Regions from separate parts of the Mus musculus genome. Here region 1 is linked to region 2. A link is a contact called in public Hi-C data. All regions are on one chromosome and are shown on one strand. The core of a region is the stretch at or near the end of the contact, and the rest is flanking DNA. Distances in the headings are between cores, read along the strand shown.

Region 1 (6,104 bases), core at 1,634-4,133, 240 kb after region 2:
TCTTAAAACCCGAATCACTGAACACTTCTTCCGTAACTGCCAGCCCAAACCTCAGACATGTTAAGAGGTCTTGACCTGCTTTAAAACCCTGGAGGGAGTAAACAGGTAAGAACCATTAACAGATTAAAGGGAACAACTGTCATGCATGGGCAGCCCAGAGAAGAGATCATTCCAACAATGACATCACCAGGGTGAAAGATGAAAGCACCTGTGTCTAATGGCCATACACAGTGATACACATCCAATCGGACAGAGTCAAGGCCCTCTTGAAAGCCATGGAAAGGGACATAAAATGTTTCTATACTCTGGGTGCAAAGGGCAAAACTCTATTTTTATTTGGTTCAATTTGTTAGTGGTGCCCTCAGTCACAACACTGCTCAGTCACCTGATACCAAGTTTATGTCCTCATTCGCTGTGTGAAGACAGAGAAACAGATATACTTAAGAGGATGGAGAGAGAACTCTGTAGTTACACCTTATGAATACTGTGTGCACAGTGGATGCGAGCTCAGTTCTTAGCACCTACAACAGGAATTTACAACATCTGTAACTCCAGCTCCAGGAATCTGACTCCCTCTTCTGGGCTGTATAGGCACTGATACTGCTGTATACATATTAACCCACCAAGGCACACACATTCACATAATTAAAAACAAGAAGAATGAATTTAGAAAAAAACCTCAAAGGTACATTTTATTGCTTACTATTAACAGTTCTACTCTGTGCACATTAATTATGTCATTTGGTTGAATATTCACAACTCTATTTGGCGGGTGGTGAAGTAGAAACAGAAATATCAAACACCCTGCCCAAGGTCACACGGCTAGTCACATGAATCATTCTGCCGCTTCGGACTTCATCACACATATTTCAGAGTGAAATTTTGACTGCATGTCTCAGAAGGAAAGAGATCCAGAACTGTTTAAATCAAAACAGAAAATGTATTCAGTGAGCTGACGTTTAAAAAACAAAAAAGAAAACCTTATACACACTCCAACAAGTTTCAGTACGCTTGCCAAAAGGGAAAGAAAAACCCAGCAAATTGATTCCAAGTTGCCTATAATTTCATTTATATTTAGAATATGAGCTGAGCAGGGTATGCGTATGCAATGAGAGAGAGAGAGAGAGAGAGAGAGAGAGAGAGAGAGGGAGGGAGTGTGTGTGTGTGTGTGTGTGTGTGTGTGTGTGAGAGAGAGAGAGAGAGAGAGAGAGAGAGAGTATGTGTGTGTAATACTCATGGTATTCAAAGCCTCCCCCAAACGTGCAAAGTTTGTTCCAATCCTTCTCTATTTTGCCTACTTTGAGAATCCTTTGCAATCTGCTTATGTAAATAGTGCTCTTCACTGCTGTTCCCATCTCTCAAATCTTCTGCATAGATTGGAAAACTGACAGACCTAAGCAGACATCTTTGGAACACAAAACCAGGAAGACATAAACAAATATCACCGGATCAAAAACAAAGGTTTCTTCAAAGCCCTTCAGCAAAGTGAGACAGATACAGCTGAAGAACTGAGAGGCAAATGCAAGCACTCTTGGATTAGCCCAAGAATGGGCAACTGCAGGTAACAACACATACCTCACCTGCATGCAAATACAGACTCCGTGATGCATGGACTACAGTATCAGTTTCATGAACAAGGACAACTTCTGGGTTTTCACCTTAGTTTACTAAAATCTCCACTATAGGACAGGGGAGCAAACAGAAGGTTCTGGAGGGAGGAGGGATACTGAAGCAAGGGACAGTGTTTAAAAACGAAACAAAACAAAACAAAACAAAACAAAACAGTTCTTCCTTGTTCAGCTAAAGGTAGGGAAACTTAGTCTTTTCAAATTCAACAGTCCATGATTTAATGATAAGGATTAGCTCATCTGTGGTGATTTCCACATTTCAAAGAGTTGTCAAAGGCAATTAATGAGAAAACAAACAAACAAACAAAAAAAAAACAGTATGGGACTCAACCTGATAGTGACTCACCTTCATTACAAACTTAGTGAAGCCGTTCTCATAAAAGGACCATGAGCACAACATAAACACTGTATCTCAAGTTGGGGAAGAGGGGCCAATCACAGAAACTGTAAATACATTACTTCCATTTAAAAGCAAGAGACTCGCCAACGTGGAAGTCAGTCCCTGAAATCGAGTACTACACGTGATGCCGTTGGACTGACACTGGAAACAGAGCCCGGCTTTGATGAGGGCTTGGCAACTCCACTAAGGATTTTGCAGGGTGATAACGGAACAATGTGGGATTGGAAACACATTCCGCAGAGGGGCATTTTTATCATAGCTGAGAGCGGGACAGACATCTGGTACTCATCTTCTCCATGTACGCTAATAACACGACAGCTCTTGAGATAAGCAAAGTAAGTTGATTTTACCAAGGCAACTTTTACAAAATGAGTAAGTTTTATAAGCGAAGCAAAGTTGACCCAGCACAAAAAAACAAACAAACAAAAAAACAAAAAACAAAAAACAAAAAAAAAAACCCAAAAACAAAAAACCCTTCCAAATCCTAATCAAGGATTCGCTAGTTATCAAATATGTCATTAAGTAATAAAAGCATTCCAAGAACTAAGGAGGTAAAAAGCAAAACAAAATGTGGATTCTGATTCCTGAAGTGACACCCTTCTTTCAGGGTGATCACACTGACAACATAAATGACAGTAGAATGTTCAGGCTGTAACTGAACGTGGTGAAGGTGGTGGCTTCGGCTCTATTTCTGAAAGGGAGGTGGGGTGAGGATAGAGAGCATGGAGGGCAGGCACCGCAGCCTGCAGATCTTACTTCCAGCATCGCAACCCACACCCAGCCTGGTGTGAAGAGATGGCAGATGGGACGACGTCTGTTCTTTCAACTGCTAAAGCAAGACACGGAGCGTATCCTGCTTCTTCTGTAAGCATGAATATTCAGGCCCGCTGCGCAGAACCACCATCAGTGTGCTAACTGTATGATGCAGGGCCAGAGGAATCCTTAGCATTCTCCTTGGATTATAGTTCAAGACGAAGTTAGTGGGACCAGGTGAGGGTGCCTTTTGGGCCAAATTTAGGAAAGACTTGATATTCACTGAAACGATGCTGATTTTCATAATTCAACCAGAAATGCAGTCAGAGAAACGAGTCACAAGAAGACTGATTGGCCATGTTAAGAGGACAACGTTAAGAGCAGCTGAACTGAATGGGTGTTTATTGGCTATGGTTGGTAGCATGTGTTCTATCTTGCGTATTATAGTATCAAGCGTTACTTCAGAACACAATCAAGTGCCTGTAAGTACTAAAATACACAGTGCTATGCCATCTTGTGTAAATAGTTGTGGTTTGTAATTCTTCCTCATTTATACCATGAGAAGGAATACTAAACCCACAAAGGATAATTTTGTTATAAAAAATGCAATGAAGCAACCATCTCTCTGTCCTTGAATGAAAGATAGTGTAATAATCCCAGAGGTATATTTCGTCCATCCCCTCCCCTCCCCTAAGAACAAAGTGTAAGGACCAGAACACATATAATGCATCTGTATTTGCCAAACTGTGGAGTGTGGTGATTGCTGGCTTAAAAGCCAGATACAGCTACCAACCAAGTACAAGGAAAACACTACTGGAATGCCATCTCCCCTCACAGTGAAATAACAGAAACAGAAAAGCAAGTCACTGTGCACACTGAAGCTCTTTTGAGTACTTAGAAGAAATCAAATAATTCCATATGTAATCTGACTTCCAGCAATTATGGAATTGGGCTGGCAAGGGCAATCATGTGTCCCCCCTATCTCCTAAACGTGCTAAGTTCCCCACCGAGGCAGATGCCTCCTGATCCTTAAGGCCCAACAGGTTAAACCCTTTAGAAATAAGACAATCCTCAACGACAGGGCAGAAATCAGTGAGCTCGTTAGGGGCAAGAGGGATTCCTCGGGTGTCATTTTTTCACACTGTAATGAGGGTTTGTTATACGAGCGAACTGATGGCAAGAGGAGGCGCGCAGGTGGAAGTGGAGATGGACTTACGAAGTAGCCTGTCCCCAAGCTGGAAGGAGCTGAACTCTGTAAAGGAAGCACAGAGACAGAGCACAAAAGTCAGTGGCCATTTTTAGCATGTTCCCATCCACACAGCTCATTACCAACCCTTTGTGAGTTTTTCATCACACATCACATGCCCGAGTCCGAGACCCCTTGTCGTCTGCTGCTGATACACACACAGTATTGCTTGATTTTTCCCTTTATATCTCTCAGCGACTCAGAGATGCTAACGTGCTATTTACTAGATTCTGAGCTTCTGCGGTGGACGTAATTGCCAATTTATTTGACAGGCAGCTGGGTAATGAATTAATGATGGCATTTCGCCCTGCACTGAGACTAAACAGGCACGTGGCAGCCTGCCTCCCCGATTTCCTGACATTCAAGGCCCGGGTCTCAAGCTATTTGGTTTTGTGGCCGCAGAGAGGCAGGCAAGAGGAAAAAAAAGCCCAGACTGACTTGAAAATAAAAAGCCCAATGGGTTTGGATGACTTTTTGGTATATGACCTACTTGCTAGTTTATTCCCCAAAGGCTTTGGTTTAGCACACACTTGGCACTGTGCAAAAATTAGACATTTTGTAAACATAATTAGTTGACTAAAATGCAAAGAATCCGTGGGTGGAGGGAAGCAGTTTTTCTCTCAATAATATCAATTCAGACTGCCATAGCGCTCACACAGTGAACCAACTGAAAATCAATAATTCTGAACTGAACTCAGGGTATCAAGTACTGAGGGAAAAAAAGCCAAAGTATGAATACAAAATTCATCTGTATATCTTTCTATTACTATGTATGTATGTATGTATGTATGTATGCATGCCTACGTTAGTTTATGTGTACTATGTGTGTACAGGTGCCCTAGGGAGGCCACAGGGTAATGGATCCTCTAGAACGTGGGTTCAAGGCAATTGTGCTGAGGAAATGCTGGGAACCAAACTTGGGGGAAGAGTAAGAACTCACCCATCTCTCCAGTACCGCCCCCCCTCAATTTGAGTCAGGTTCTCATGAAATCTGTTTTCCCCCAATTCCAGAGGTATGCACCACTGCACTCCTTTATGTAGTGATCGAATAAAGGGCTTTCTGAATGCTAGGAACCACTCAACCAACTAAAGTATTTGCCCAACACTCTACCTAGTTTATGGACAAGGTCTCTGTAGTCTAGGCTAGCCTCAGACTCCCTTGATCCTCTTGGATCCCTCTCCCGAGTGTTGGGAAACCAGAAGTGTACCACAGCACCTGGTTTGAACATTGCTAGCACCTCAGACATGCTGGGCAAACATTCCACCAATGAAGCTGCAGCCCTAGCCCTGGATCAGTTTTGTTTATAGGCTTTCTCTAAAACTTGTCCTAAGAAATTGTTTAACGTTTTGTCGTCCTCTTTGTGAGCGGGGGGGGGGGGGGTGGGGTGGGGGTGGGGGGTGGGGGGGAAGGCACTGAACAAGCTGGAAATGAAAATAACCTGATGCAGAGTCAGTCTTTAAATTCTAGCTCAGCAGCTTTGTATTAGGGCTGACCACATCTTCATAGAAAAGCCTGATTGCCACCCTAATTCAACAGTTATTAACATCAGCTCATCCACTTACATAGCCAACCTGCTATTCTTTAGACAAAAGGCAGGAGGGGAACATGTGCCTATTCATCATGTCTTTCGCTCAAGATGCACTGCAGAAATGCAGGTTGAAGTGATGTCTAAATACATGGATCGTATGAGGGAGGAGAGGCTAAGGAGAATTTCACATCTTCGTAACCACAACAGGTATGATTTCTGCTGACTGTAAATTGAGGTGTTACTCTTCTTATCATTGTGACCAGCCACCTGAAGAAAATCAACTTAAAGAAGGGAGGACTTATTTTGGATCTCTGCTTGAGGATAAAGTTTGTCATAGTGAGGATGGCATGTCAGAAGGTCCTAATCACGCTGTGTGAGCAGTCAGTAATTGGTATCAAACAGGAAGTACAGGGAACCTATCAAACAGCAAGGCTCTACCTTCTAAAGGTTCCACAATTGCCTACAACTGCACTGCTAGACTTACACCAATGGTTCAAACACTGGGCCTAAGGGGGACATTTCACATTCAAACCTAGGAGAAAAGTAGA
Region 2 (5,799 bases), core at 2,670-5,169:
GGAGGACTACAGTAAGGTCTGAGCCAGTTTCATCTGTATAAAAAGAGTTCTAGGCTATCCAGGTTACATAGCAAGACCCTGTCTCCAAAATCCAAAGATGGCCCAGTTGGTAAAATGCTTGCTACACACATGGATTAGGACCTGAGTCTGATCCTCTCCACCCACGTGTAATGGCCAGGTATGGTCGTTATGTACTTGGAATGTGGGACGCATTAGTCAGCCAGTAAAGCTCCAGGTTCAATGATAGACTATCTCATGGAACAAGGTAAACACTGCCCAAGGAATGATATCCTCAGGTTTTCACATGAATGTACATACATATAGCAACACATCCATGAACATATATGCATAAGTGCATATATATATATATATACACACACACATATATATGCGTATGTGTGTGTATTTAAACTTTAAAAGAAAATAAGCATGTAAGAAGTTGACTTAAAATTACATTATAATGCTAGAAAACAAACCAGTAGTATATTAGTTCTATGACTACTGTCAGCATACACTAAAGGCCAAGAAATATTCTAAGATATAGTTTATATATATTCCATCAGTCCACTTTACAACATGCTCCAGCCTTCAAGCTAATGTTTTTAGCTTCCTCCTCCTCTTCTTCTTCCTCCTCCTTTTTACGCCTAAAAGTCACCCTTAAAGTCACAAAGGAACTTGCTCAGAGTTCTGTTAATGGGGACTTGGAGTCATGGCATTGGAACCTAAGCAATTCTAAGTCTCTGCAATAACACACAGACTTCATGAACCTAAATGTCTCCACCTAGGGATCAGGTTAACACAACAGTTTTGTGCCCATTAAAATCCACAGAGACATGGCTTGGTAGGTAAAAGGCTTGCAGTATAAGTGTCAGGACTTGGGCTCAAATCTCTAGAACCTAACTGTTCCACTTGACTTTTTGTAAACGTGAGCAGAATCAACTGGGAGGAGGCTTGTATTTGGCTCATCCCTCCATGCCAAGTCCACAACTGAGGGAGGTCAAGCAGGGACTCAAATAAGCAAGAATTGGATGCAGAAGCCATGGAGGAATGCTGCTCACTGGCTCACGCCCTGGCTCACACACAGCTAATGTTCTTGTATAGACAAGACCCATCAGTCTAAGGAGGTGGCCACCACCGTGGGATGAACACTCCCATATCAATCACCAATAAAAACAATCTCTGGAAGGCATGGCCACAGGTCGATTTGATCTGGGTAACTCCTCAGTTGAAGTTGCCTCTTCCCAGGGGACTCTACATTATGTTAGATTGACAATAAAATACAACCATTCCACTATGTAAAGCTGGCTGTGCTGTTGTGTATTTGTAATCTTATGGCTACTATGATTAGATAGGGATAGGATGCAGAGACAGAATCCCCTGAAGCTCCTGAGCCAACATTCTGGTGTATACAAAGGCACAAAAAGACCCTGCATCAAAGCTTAGTTGTCCTCAGACATCTTCTGCTATATTCAGCTGTAGATGCAAATGAACACACAACCTTCTCTCTCTCTCTCTCTCTGTCTCCCTGTCTCTCTCTGTCTCTGTCTCTGTCTCTCTCTCTCTCACACCAACAAAAACCAAACATGCTATGATGCCATGAGCTATTTCACTGAAATGGAAACATGACTATGTTCATGGTTAGTTGTGGTTACATCAAAAATCCCAGAAGGGAGTTGAACATTCAAGTTCTTTTATTAAAAAAAAAAATTACATTTTAAAAATCTTTTTGTGTGTGTGCACACTTGCATGTGTGCACATGTGCCGCCCACACTGCTCTTGTGGAGATTGGAGGACAGCTTGTGTGAGTAGGTTTTCTACTAGCACGTGGGTCCTGGGAATCAACTTAGGATTGTCGGGTTTGGTAGCAAGTAACTTTACCTGCTAAGCCCTCAAGTTCTCTTTTTAGAGCAATGAAATAGAGTGACGGTATCTGCCTCTGAGGGCGAGCTAAGAGGAGCCATGAAAAATGCTATTGTCATCGTCCCTCTGCAATGAAAGGAACAAGAGGCATACAATTAGATACACTGGGTTACTTTAAGATTGGCAAACACACAGAGGAAAAAAGCCTAGAAAGAGATGCACGAAACAGTCACACCATTTACTTCTAAGTGATAAAGGATGTGGACTCTTTTAAGCTATACTTATAAATTCTCTGAAGCTTTTGTGTGTGCGTGTGTGTAGGTCAGTCCTGAATACTGTTGTTCTGCATCCACTGTCTATCTTATCCTATGAGATGGGGTATTTCATTGGCCTGGTGTTCAGGTTGGCTAGACAGTGAGACTCATGGATTGCCTGTCTCCATTGTGTGTCCACGCCACCATGACTGTTTTTCCCTCCATGCTTTCTGGGGATGAAACCCGGGTTCTAATGCCTACATGGTCAACCTTTTACTGACTGAGTCATCTCTCAAGCCCCCTTCTGAAATCTTCTTTAATGATGACTTTTTTTCCAGTGAAAGGAAAAACAGATACACACAGTGACATATAATTGCCACCCTGGGGTCCCACTGGACACTGATCTCCAAAGGGCTCTAAGAATAGCATCGCTGTCTTTGCAGGACATTTCTCCCGTCTGTTTAGGCCACAATGTATTTTACTGTCCGTGCAGACTTAAGTTGTTGTTATTACCATGGTTGGTGTTCTGAGACAGAGTTCCATACAGGTTGGCCTTGAACTGGCCATACAGCTGAGGATGATCTTTCACTCCTGATCCTTCTGCCTCAACCTCCCAAGTGCTGGGATTACAGACTTCCACCATCATTCCTGGGGGTTGAATCCAGGGCCTACAATACCAGGCAAGTATACCATACTACCAACTATGCCATATCCCCAGCCTGGATCTAAGTTCTAACACTTAACACAGAGCTTGGGAAAGTTACATAATCTTACCAAGTCTCAGTGTCTCTCATCTAACGAGTGGGGATGAGGACATGTAGCCTCTATATGTGTGTGCATTTAAATGACAAAATGCATCATTTCATTAAGTCCTTAAACCTGGTATACAGCCACAAGCAAATGTCTAATACCTGTTATCAGTGAGCCCTGTCTCTTTGTTCTATGTGGTATTGTGTAAGTTGCCCATCTGGGTGAGATGTTAGCACTTACAGAACTAAAATACACCCCGAAGTTCTACAGTGCATCCCAGCCCAGGATGGCCCAGTGGTCTCTGCCTCCAGGAAGCATCTTGGAAAGAGAGTGACAGCCCAACAGGCTGAGGGAGAACCCAGACGCTTCTACTAGGAACAGGGCCATATGAGCCTCTGGACTCTGCAGTGTGCACAACATGCCTTTCAAGATGAGAGAGAAGCAGATGGTCTTGATGAGAGGCCCCAGGGTTCTGATCCTGCTATGGGACTAATGGTATAAAAAAAAATAAAAATAAATGAAAAGAAAAGAAAAGAAAAAAAAAAAAAAAAGGAAACCTCTAGGCTGCCTGTCCACCCTAGGCAGTATGGGCACCTGCTTCCCAGATCTGGGAAAGAAGTACAGAAGGCAGCCGGAGTGCCGGGCTCCCATTTGGAGCAACAGCTATTTCCAAATCTTCTAAACCACACTCCACCATGTTTTGGAAGAGAAGCATGCAAATAACAGTTTGCAAGCTGCCAAGAGTGTGGGTTTCACAGCGCACATTGCAGAGCTGACGCCTGTCACGGCAAGACAACGAGAGAGCACTCCATCTCTCTTTCTCTCTCTCTCTTCCCCTTCTAGATCTTAAAGGGTTACGCCTGGAAATTGCCTAGCTGGGCTTCTGGGACAGCATGAAGGATGACTGCCATTGCCACGGTCAGCTATGACAGCACCAATTTGACGTGCCGCCATCAAGGGCCTTCTAAGAGCTGAGCGCCCTGATGGTTTTGTGATGCGAATCGTCACATTGCAAAATGGTTTTCCTCTCCCGCTGCCTCTGCCTCCATCTGCTGCTGGGCTAAAGGCACAGCCGGCTGCCTGCCTGTCACAGCATGTATTAAAATTAGCTGGGGAGGAGGCACTCAGTTGTGCTAATTACATTTTAATCATTGGAAATGTGTTGGCAAATCAAGCCTTGATTGCCATCTCGGAGTCTGTCTCCTCCAGCAGAGTGGAGGGGCCGTCTGCATTTGGCGGGGCCTGCTGGGCTTCTCCTTTCACAGAAGATAGACTGGGGGCCCTGCTGGCCCACCACTGAGACTGCTTTTGGCACATTATTAAAAAGCCACAAGGCTTGTTTCAAATCATCCCTGTGTGAGACCCGCTCATTCTCACTTCCCCATCATCCGGCAACTTGGTACTTTTAACTCTCTCGCTTTAGTGGGCTGATGGATCTTGAAGGCTCAAAGAGACCATGTGTGTCAGAGATGGGGATACAGGGTGGTGAGAGGCTGCCATCATGTTCTCCCAGTAACTGGGGACCAGGAAGGGGTCCGATGACAGGAAACCTGTCCTCAGGGAGTGGGAGGTGACCTTGATAGGCTTCTGCTGCTAAGAGCCGCGAGTCTACGGGTAGAAGAAAGTGACTCAAATAAATGATCAAGACCCATGAAAAAGAGCCAAGGAGCACAGAGGATGTTCTTGGCTGTTCAAAGTAGGCTCAGACACAGTCATTCCGTTAGCCCCTGTTCCCTAGTGTTTCCTGGAGGCATGCTTGCTGTATGAGGGACAAAGACTAACCCAAATGTTGAAGCTAGTGCAATTTCCAAAGTTGGGCACAAAGCCATAGTTATGCCATGAAAACATTAGGTCGAAAGTTTAATTATACATAGCCAGGTTGAAAAATGTCTAGTTATGTAATCATATACAGCTTTTTTTTTTTCTGTTCCTATACCTCGGGTTTCTTCACGTGTTAAAAAACAAACACAGAGTGTGATGTATCACAGGCAAGCTTTCAACTTGCTATATAGCTGAAGATGCTCTTGAACATCTAATTCTCCTGCTTCTAGCTCCAGAGTGCTGGGATTATAGGCCTCGCAGCATCATGCCTGGGTAACACAGTGCTAGGGATCAATCCTATGTTAGGCAAGCAATTTGCCAACTGAGCTACAGCCCCAGCTACTAAGGCTGCTTCTGTGTGTGGCACAGGAGAAAAAAAAACATGGTAAAGAAAGGATAATGCACCCCCTCTCTTCTCCAGTGCAACCCAAACTCAAACCCTACAACAGCATGTAGAAACTGAGTAGTGGCACTGGGGTTGGCAGACGGACTTAAGAGTGAGCCTTGGCAAGGGCTTCTAGGAGACATGTACTAGATGCTAAGGAAAAGTAGATTTCAAAGTCAGGCTGCAGAGAGGTCTGGGAACAGCAAGGACCAATTTCCTGGGCAGGGTTGGGAGAGGACACTCATTCCCTTGTGGGTGTAAATGCGTCTTTGTTTGACTGTGGGTACATGCAAACATCCTAAGAGGTTTGATGATGGTCTGGGGCTCCCACTCCATGCTTGCTTCTCCTTCCACTTTTAATAAGAATCACATTATAGATATCTCTCAACCCAATATTGAAGAGAGAAAGAGATGCTAAAAGGGAGACCTTGGGCTTATAGTCATCCATAAGATGACCCATTAAATAGAAGCCACCTAAGAAAACACCATGAGGGACAAACACTATAGGTGGCTAGACCCTAGCTGGTCCTAAGCAATGGGAGTGCACAACAATTTCTGACAGAGCCACTATGGTTGGAAATGGTATTTTTGGCAAGGGATGGCTGTTGCCACATTGAACTGGAGGCAGCAGCTGTGATTATTTGCATGAGACCTCGAGAATCTACAGACAGAATTTCCTGGAAGAAATGGGCCATAGGCTCACCCTTGTCTGAGGACACTTAAACAGGT

What was found. Hi-C and Micro-C count contacts between places; a contact is called where the count stands out from the background.
Region 1: a contact with region 2 is called in a Hi-C map of forebrain, with 5 times the contacts expected there. The contact joins two enhancer-like sites. A contact is called at or near these places in 1 of 39 promoter capture datasets (hippocampal neurons), 3 of 484 Hi-C or Micro-C datasets (cerebral cortex, forebrain and nephron progenitors) and 2 of 115 datasets of contacts at active chromatin or transcription factors (embryonic basal ganglia and embryonic forebrain).

The regions. Positions count from the first base shown.
Region 1 is chr5:132,026,993-132,033,096 of GRCm38.p6, forward strand. It overlaps Auts2 (autism susceptibility candidate 2), which reads right to left. Exons shown (of 20, transcript NM_001363480.1): 4 at 3,998-4,033. Among named protein-coding and RNA genes, the nearest start is that of 4930563F08Rik, 150 kb to the left of the region's middle. Within about 2 kb of position 2,884, at least 24 of the 459 cell types and tissues checked have an H3K27ac peak or open chromatin away from gene starts, as enhancers often do. A contact at or near this core is called in forebrain, where this site is marked.
Region 2 is chr5:131,790,867-131,796,665 of GRCm38.p6, forward strand. All of the region lies in intron 4 of Auts2 (autism susceptibility candidate 2), which reads right to left. Among named protein-coding and RNA genes, the nearest start is that of 4930563F08Rik, 87 kb to the right of the region's middle. Within about 2 kb of position 3,920, at least 44 of the 459 cell types and tissues checked have an H3K27ac peak or open chromatin away from gene starts, as enhancers often do. A contact at or near this core is called in forebrain, where this site is marked.